Regions from separate parts of the Mus musculus genome. Here all the other regions are linked to region 1. Evidence: chromatin contacts called from public HiChIP or PLAC-seq and promoter capture Hi-C data. All regions are on one chromosome and are shown on one strand. The core of a region is the stretch at or near the end of the contact, and the rest is flanking DNA. Distances in the headings are between cores, read along the strand shown.

The links. Promoter capture Hi-C pulls out the DNA fragments that hold promoters and counts their contacts. HiChIP or PLAC-seq counts read pairs in DNA pulled down with a chosen protein or histone mark.
Region 2: a promoter capture Hi-C map of embryonic stem cells shows a contact between it and region 1, with 2.8 times the contacts expected there. The contact joins the promoter of Engase here to the promoter of Endov in region 1.
Region 3: an H3K27ac HiChIP or PLAC-seq map of microglia shows a contact between it and region 1, with 6 times the contacts expected there. The contact joins the promoter of Alyref here to the promoter of Endov in region 1.

Annotation. Positions count from the first base shown.
Region 1 is chr11:119,489,953-119,492,652 of GRCm38.p6, reverse strand. Endov (endonuclease V) reads right to left here and starts at 1,306. Exons shown (of 9, transcript NM_001164636.1): 1 at 1,194-1,306; 2 at 697-868. The coding sequence starts at 1,249. A930037H05Rik (RIKEN cDNA A930037H05 gene) reads left to right here and starts at 1,418. Exons shown (of 4, transcript NR_153849.1): 1 at 1,418-1,610.
Region 2 is chr11:118,475,423-118,478,122 of GRCm38.p6, reverse strand. Engase (endo-beta-N-acetylglucosaminidase) reads right to left here and starts at 1,291. Exons shown (of 14, transcript NM_172573.3): 1 at 1,019-1,291. The coding sequence starts at 1,137.
Region 3 is chr11:120,597,088-120,599,787 of GRCm38.p6, reverse strand. It overlaps Alyref (Aly/REF export factor), which reads left to right and starts at 1,423. Exons shown (of 6, transcript NM_011568.1): 1 at 1,423-1,683; 2 at 2,022-2,153. The coding sequence starts at 1,450. It overlaps Anapc11 (anaphase promoting complex subunit 11), which reads right to left and starts at 1,256. Exons shown (of 3, transcript NM_001038230.2): 1 at 918-1,256; 2 at 420-546. The coding sequence starts at 528.

The DNA of each region.
Region 1 (2,700 bases), core at 57-2,556:
TGCCCCCCCCCCCCCCCCCCCCCCCCCGAGAGCAGAGGGCAGCCATTCCTAGATTAGTCCCTCCTCCTCCTCCTGGAGTCTTCCCTCCAATAAATCTCTTTCATAAAATTTCCTGCTTGGTGTAACTCTCCTGTCAGAAAAGAAGCAAGGAAGAGAAGAGAAGAGAAGAGAAGTGGAGAGAGCGGGGCTGAGGCTTCCTCTCAGAGCTGTGTGGTTCCCGGGTCCTTGTGTCTCACGATGCCTTTCCATTGGGACACCTTTCCCCTCAGAATTTTAAGGTCCCTGGGCTTCCGAGTCCCTTCCATCTGATCAGAAACACAACAACCAGACCTGGAATTGTCTGTCGATCCTTTAAAAACTACTTTTAATTCACCATTTGTGTACATATATGTAGACCCGTGGGAGTTTATGTACATCACAAGCATCCTGGTGCCCATATTTCCTCTGCTTTTTGCTTTTGAAAACTTTTCTTCAAAGGCATTCCAATCTATTCATTACACTCTACAAACGGGGTGGAAGTGTATCAGTCCCTTGCCTAACACATTCGAGGGCCTGAGTCGGCTTCCTAGCATCAAATATATATATATACACTACGGGGTGCAAGTATTAAAAAAAAAAAGTAAATTTTATAAAACTGGACCCTGGCTCTCTGCCTACGATCGAACTGCACCGGGCGCAACATCCCACCCGGGTTACCTTGAGCTCGGGGTAGCTCAGCACTACCAGGGAAGCGCAGGCCCGGACACTGTCCCCTTTCACGAAGGACACATCCACGCCCCCGACCTTCTGCAGGCCCGAGAAGCTGGGGTCCCGCTGCCAGGCCTCCGTGTCCCGATCCACCACGCGCGCTTTCAGCCGGGCTTGTTCCCTAATAGGACACGAACATCAAACGGGCTCAGGGCCCATGGGAAGAGCGCGACGCTCGGGGCGTCCCCCCTCCCAGCCCACCCTCTCTCCTTTTTGTCCATCAAGCCACACTGAGAAGGAAAAGCTCTCGGCGATGGGAATCCCCGGTACCGGAAACGAGGACCACGCCCACAAAGGCTGGCTGCAACTTCCGGCAGCCGGCGGCCCGGAGCAGGCCTGTGCCGCAGCACCGAGGGTCAGTTTCCCAGCCGCCACAGGGGCTGTGAGGTCGGAGGTCACTGGAGAAGGCCACCCCCTTGGCTAATGCACGACCCCGACCCCATTACCCTTTCCACAGCGACAGGGTTTCCTCTGGCGGCCGCTCAGCGGCCGTGTGAGCCATGGCTAGCGCCTCGAGGCTTTGAGGACGTCACTTCCGGAGCGCCGGCGCCGAGCTGTTAGCCTCGCTCGTTTAGCGTCCCTCCGCTTCAGCTGAGGTTGCCGCCACCAGGGGCCGCTGTCACAGCAGTGCTGGGCGCCGAGCGCTGACTTCTTCCCGCGCGACTCTCTCAGATGCCGGCGTCCCGTCCCGTAGGTGGGTTGGCGCACAGGTTTGGGAAATGCAAGCCCAGCTCTGCGCCTTACCTGGCGCCTCCAGCCCTCCAGCAGCTTCGGCCCCGCTCTGAAAAGATTGGCCAGCAGTTGCATCCCTCGCACACACGGAGCCCTGAGCCCTGGGGTAACGCGGTTCCAATTACTGCCAGGTTCGGGTCCGCACATCGACACATTGCGTATGAGCACGCGCTTGCGGAGCAGAAAACCTCTGTGCAAACTTGAGACACCTTTGCAGCATAGATTTTTTCAGTTGTACCGATTGTGAGAAATTAGTCCGGAATAAGAACTCAAAAACCAGTGAAGTCGAGGGTCCTGGGCGTGGGCGCACTCCATTAATTCCAGCATTTGAGTAAAGAGGATCCCTGAATACGAGGCCAGCCTGGTTTACAGTAATTGAGTTCTAAGACAACCAGGACTACACGGAGAAATCCCATTTCGAAAAAACAAAAACAAAGGATCCTCCAGACCAGGGTGTGTGTGTGTGTTAGTTAGGGTTCTTCTAGAGGAAGAGAACCGATAGAAAATACATAAAGGGGATTTAGAGCTTGCCATAAGCAGGCAAAAAACAAAAGCTTCCTTCTTTCATGTCTTTTTATACAGGCTGCCACCAGAAGGTGTGTCCTAGATAGAGGGCAGGTATCTGGACTCTTAGGTTTTAGTTCATTCCAGATATAGCCAAGTCCACAAACAAGATTAGGCACTACAGGGTGTCAACCCAAAACAAAACGCAAAGTTGGCTATGCTCAACGATTTGGTGCAGAACTGTAGTTTTTATATTCTTGATTGCATTAGTCTGCCTCATTCATTTCCTGCTGGGTGAGTACTTAATGAGGACCAGTCTTTCTGTTTCTAGTATAGGTCTCTTACCCCAAATACCCATCCTGTCCGTTTAGTACCCAGAGCCTTACCTAATGTGTATCTCCCTCTCAATGACATGAGCTCAGCAGACTGTAGTGTTTTTTTTTTTTCTTAGAGATTTATTTTCATTCTTGTAAGTCTGGTAACGAATGCAGGTGCCCACGGAGACCAGAAGAGTTAGATTCCCCTGGAGCTCAAGTTACAGGAGCCTGTGGTCCTCTTGACATGGGTGCTAGGCATTGAATTTGGGCCCTCTGAAACAGCAGCACATATTTGGCAATTGCTGAACCAGCTCTCCAGCTCTAGATTGTAGCCTTTTGTTTGTCTTTACCTTAAGACAAAAGAGCCAAGGCCAGCAGGTACCAGCAGGAAGGACTGGGG
Region 2 (2,700 bases), core at 42-2,541, 1.0 Mb after region 1:
CAATCACACTGTCCCTCTGTAAGTAAACTGAGGAGCCTTTGGAACTGCGGGGATGGCCAGACAGTAGCAGGCTAAAATGGAGACGTCATCTTTTTCTTGTGGTGCTAGGGGCTCAAACCCAGAACTTCCTACATCCTAGGCAAGTGCTCTGCCATGAATCTCTCTCAAGACCTTCCATTTTAATTTTTGCGATGTGGCCTCACTACACCAGGTTGGGGCCTCAAACTTGTGATCCTCTTGCCTCACCCCATCAAGGAGTTGGAATTAAAGGCCTGTGTCATCAGGCCATGCAAAACACCCGCCTTTGAAATCTCACCACCAAATACTCCTCTTCCAGATGGCGCCCCCCTGGCTGACTCCTTTATCCTTCAGCTGCACCCAAAGGAACTCAAAGTCATCCCGTCTGCCCATGCCCACCTGTCACCTGAATGTCCCTCCAGTAAGAAGGAAAAGGACCTCTTAGGATGGCTTCTACCCACAAATACCTTTCCCGTCGGTCAGCAACCATCCTAAAGTCTGAATAGCCCATCTGTCTCACTGCTGTGGGTTTAAAAACGAAGCAGGACACATCAAGTTTGTGCTGATACCTTTCCCAGTGTCCCACCGACCACGGGGTTACAACCCTGGACCAGGGGGGTATGTCTGTCCACTTCTTTGCCTTTGTGCCTTTGCTCATTCTGATCCACCTAGTACAGTCCTCGTCCCTAAAGATTCAGTTCAAATATTACACGAACAGAAAGCCATCCATGTTCGGGATTGCCTAATCTATAGGGCCAAAGGAAGGTGCAGTAGCCTTGGCGCCAGACTGCCAGAACGAGATCCCGATGGGCTGGGACAGGGTCCGTCATAGGTTAGGAACAAGGGAGCTGCTAACTTGCTCGGGTGGCCCGTCTGCGACCGGGGATAGAAGGATGGAGGGACGTAGGTTTGTCCGCAAGCGACAGACAGTGTCGCGCTGCACGACAGGCAGCATGGCCACCCCAAGCCCAGACCTGGAGCTCAGCCCAGCCGTGCGCACCTCCGCCCCTGCCTCCGCCGCCCCGGCCTCCGCTCCGTCTGGTCCCGCGCCTGCTTCTCCGGGGCCGCGGGGCTCCGCTGCCTTGCAGCTCCCCGGGTCAGCACCGACGAGGTCTCCATGACTGTCAGCGACTGCCGACCGCTAAGCCCTCCAGACACTGCTCCAACAGCCAATCGCAAGCCTGGGCCTGCCCCTGCCGCAGCTCTCAGCCAATGGTGAGTGTGCAGCGCCGCGGTTGGCTCGCACCGAGTTCCGGCTAGGATCTGTCCACGTTCTGCAAGCGGCGGGTGTAGAGCCTGAGTTAAATAACCGGAGAGACGGGGCGGGACCTGATGGGCGGGGTCTAGGAGAAAGGCGGGGCTGCGTGGATCCTGAGCCCAAGGTTCTGAGACCCAAAAAAGTGTTATTTAGAGTTAGCCACGAAGTTTTCTTTCCAGACGAATGAAACAATCTGCCAGCGACAACCAAGTCGGTACACGTTAGCAATGAGCCCTGGAACTGGGCCACAGAGACTGGTGGCCTAGCTTCCCTGGGTCCCTGGCTCCTTGGATCCCTGGATTCCTGGATGGGATCTAATATTACAGGCACCTGTAATATTCTGCTTTTTTTAAGAAATTAAAATATAATTACATGTTTCCCTTCCCTTTCCTCCCTCCAATAGTTCCTGTGTACCTCATCCAATCTCTCTCAAATTCATGATTTTTACTTCTTTAATGTTTGTCATCTACGTGTGTGTATATATAAACACAACCTGTTCGGTCCCTTTAATGTTACTTGTATGCAAATGTTTTCAGGGCTGACCGTTTGGAATTGGATAACCAACACAGGCTGACGATTGTCTTTTCTTACTAATGAACAAAAGAAAGAGGTGTTATAACCAGCTTGAGGCAGGGCTCCATGGGATGCTATAGCCAGGTACGATGGGAAACCTAGGAGTAAAGGCAGGTGGAGAGATGGGGGCAGTGCTGCTGACCTGGAGGGACTGTTTCCATCTGTCCTGTAGGGTGGTCAGCATGGTGAGCATGGATAGTTTTCCCCTGAATGCATTCTTCTTACTCTTAAGCCTGTGTTCTGCAGGAAATAAATCCTCTCAAGTATTCAGGGTCCAGGAAGCTGCATCTGCCAGAGGGCACCTCCCACAGTACCTGGGCACAGAAGAGATTCACAGTAACCTTGATGGTCCTGTGTTCAGAGCGGTGAGCAGAAATGCCAGAAGACGAGGAAATGGCTTCTCCTCCCTGAGCCCAATACCCCTCTGCAGCTTGCAGCTTCTGGCCCCACAGCAGCTTGCCCAAGCCAAGTTCTCTGGGCCTCTTTATTACTGTTTACAGGCTTTGAGCTTTATGAGGCCCCAAGCATCCATAAACGCCAAGGGTGGGGATGGTGACTAAGGTGGTTGAATATAGGCCCTGGTTACATTGCCTGTTGGCCAGTCGGCCAGGGAAGGGACGCTGGGGAGCAGGACACTCTGATCTGTGGGACACAGTTGGCAGGACACCTCTTCCCACTGACCCAGGGTGGGGAGGGAAGCTCTGTGTGGGGCTGCGACAGAGAGAAGGTAGCAGGTCACAAGCCCAAACACAGTCATCTACTATAACGCCTTGTGGAGCAAACACAACTATCTTGAAAGCTGTGTAGATCGTCCCTCCACCTCCCAACTCCCTGCCTCTGTACTCTAGGTG
Region 3 (2,700 bases), core at 174-2,673, 1.1 Mb before region 1:
AATTTTTTGTTTTTGTTTTACCTGGTCTTTTATCAAGTCAGGGCTTTTCTTTGTAGCCCTGGTTATCCTGGAACTTGCACTGTTTGGCTTTTTGTTTTTGTTTTGTTTTGTTTTTTGTTTTTTTTTCAAAACAGGGTTTCTCTGTGTAGCCCTGGCTGTCCTGGAACTCCCTCTGTAGATCAGGCTGGCCTTGAACTCAGAGATTCACTTGCCTCTGCCTCCAGAGTGCTGGGATTAAAGGCGTGCAACACCACTGTCCGGTGGGGTTTCGGTTAGGGTTAGGTAACTTGTCCTGTTGACCAGGCTAAACTCAAACTCAGAGATCCTCCAGTCTCTGCCTACCCAGTGCTGGGAAACCTAGGGATTTTTAGGCTGGTGGAGTAGGCTAAAGTTCTGAGAGCGCATAGGAAGACACTTACAGTCTGGACAGCAGCCATTAAACGCCATCCTGCAGATGCCGCAGTTCTCATCATTGGCTACCCAGAGCCAAGTGGCCACACCATTCCAACATTTAATTTTCACCTTCATGACAACAGAGCCTGTGACCTGAGGGAAGAGGATGACCTGGAGTTAGTACGGAATACGAAAGCACCTAAGCTCAAAGTCATGGAGCTGCGGCAAGTGCTGCACTCGTCAAGAACGGCATCTTCCAAAATTCCGTGCGTCCCGACCAAAAAGAAAGAAAAAGGCACGTGTTTGTCTTTAAAGACGGCAAGGAGAGCCTGTGGGATTAATGGCACGAGTTTATTTTGCCACCTTTAAGGATGCCTTTAAAGATCTGCACTCATGTAGTCTGGCACGGTGGCACACGCCTCTAATCCCGGGGCAGAAGCAGATCAGCCAAACAGGAAACGAAAACAAACAAAAAAACAAAAACAAAACCTCCGCATCCACGCAAAACATTGGTTTTCACTAACCAGGGCCTCGCTTTTAAAGATATGGAAAGAGTGACTGTCACTAATCCGCGAAGTTAAAGCAGGGGTGAGGACGCCAGCTCGTCAGGAGACCGAGCCTTCGAGCAAAAACAACCAAGTCGGACCCACGGACCGGCCGGGACCCCCACGATCGCACGGTGAGGAGGGACGCGGGACGCGCACACTGCGCTGCACCCAGGCGACGCCCGAGGATCTTCCGGCCTCCCAGGGAGGCGCCCGCAGGCCCCGCCCCCTGCTCGCCCTCGCACCTCCGCGGCCTAATCACGAGGCGCCCCGCCCTTCCGTTGCCTCCGCGCGGGAATGTATAAAAACGACCGCGCCGCGTCGGGCTCCTCCGAAGTAGCGCCAGCCACCGCGGCGAGCCGTACGCAGGCGCTCTGCGGAATCGCGCGCGCCCAGACCAATCGCCGCTCGCTTCGGGCCCGCGACGCCGGAAGGCAGGGGGAGGCGCCGGAAGTGACGCCGCGGCGTGCTGACGCGCGGGCTCGATCCGAGGCCCGAATCCGCGCCCGCCATGGCCGACAAAATGGACATGTCTTTGGACGACATCATTAAGCTGAACCGGAGCCAGCGAGGAGGCCGCGGCGGGGGCCGGGGTCGCGGCAGGGCCGGCTCCCAGGGCGGCCGCGGCGGCGCAGTGCAGGCCGCCGCGCGGGTGAATCGAGGCGGCGGGCCTATGAGGAACCGGCCCGCCATCGCCCGCGGCGCCGCAGGCGGCGGCAGGAACCGGCCGGCGCCGTACAGCAGAGTGAGTGCGGGGACCTGCGGCGCGGGCCGGGGAGGGTGCGCCCGGGCCGGCCGGGACCGGGTGAGCGTCCCGCGCGGGACCGCGGCCGAGGGGTGGGCGGGGGCGAGGCCGTCCCGAGGCCAGGATCTTCCGGGACGCTTTGTCCGGTCGTGGTCCAGCCTCGTGGCGGCGGGGGCCGCTGCGAGAGAACTTGGGTGTCCGTAGCGGAGCGGCGGGGCTGGGGGACTCTCGGGGCTCCTCGACCTTGGCCGCGGGGCCGACGGGAGAGCGTCGCCGAGGTGTCGCGGGCTCCCGGGACGAGTCTCACGAGTGTCTCTGTGCTTACGGTTTCTCTCCAGCCGAAACAACTTCCCGACAAATGGCAGCACGACCTCTTCGACAGCGGCTTCGGGGGTGGAGCCGGCGTGGAGACCGGCGGGAAGCTGCTGGTGTCCAACCTGGACTTCGGAGTGTCAGATGCTGATATTCAGGTAGGAGACGGGAGCTCTCCGCTTTCCTCGTCCCACGCGGACGTGGGCTCCAGGATCCTTTACAGATTGGAACCTGCCCTCCCCTAGGCTGCCCAGAGCCAGCCACTGTCACCCTGAGAGCCTTGGCCTCAGAAAAAGTAGGGTTTGAGCACGACCCCATAAGCCAGGCTGCAGGAAGATGTCACACACTGTGTGTGTATGTGTGTGTGTGCGCGCGCCCCCCTAAAAATGAGTCCTGTCTGCTGTCCAAACTGTGAGCGCCTGCCCTGTGCCAGAGCTTACAGTTTCTAACCTGCACAGACTGGCCACAACTCCGGTCCCAGCATGACCGAAAGGTGCTTGCTTCTCAGATTTATGCTCGATATGGTGAACTGATAGGAGAAGGAAGTCCAGCATCTCCCAGATGCTGAGAAAGGTGGCTGAGAGTATCTTCCAGCCTGCGTCTCTGTGCTGGATCTTAACTGGCGATCTTTCCTGGGTCTTACCTGGGTCATGGTTCTCCATGCCTTCGAAATATTTTTTTTCTCTTCCCCTCCCTTCTTGGATT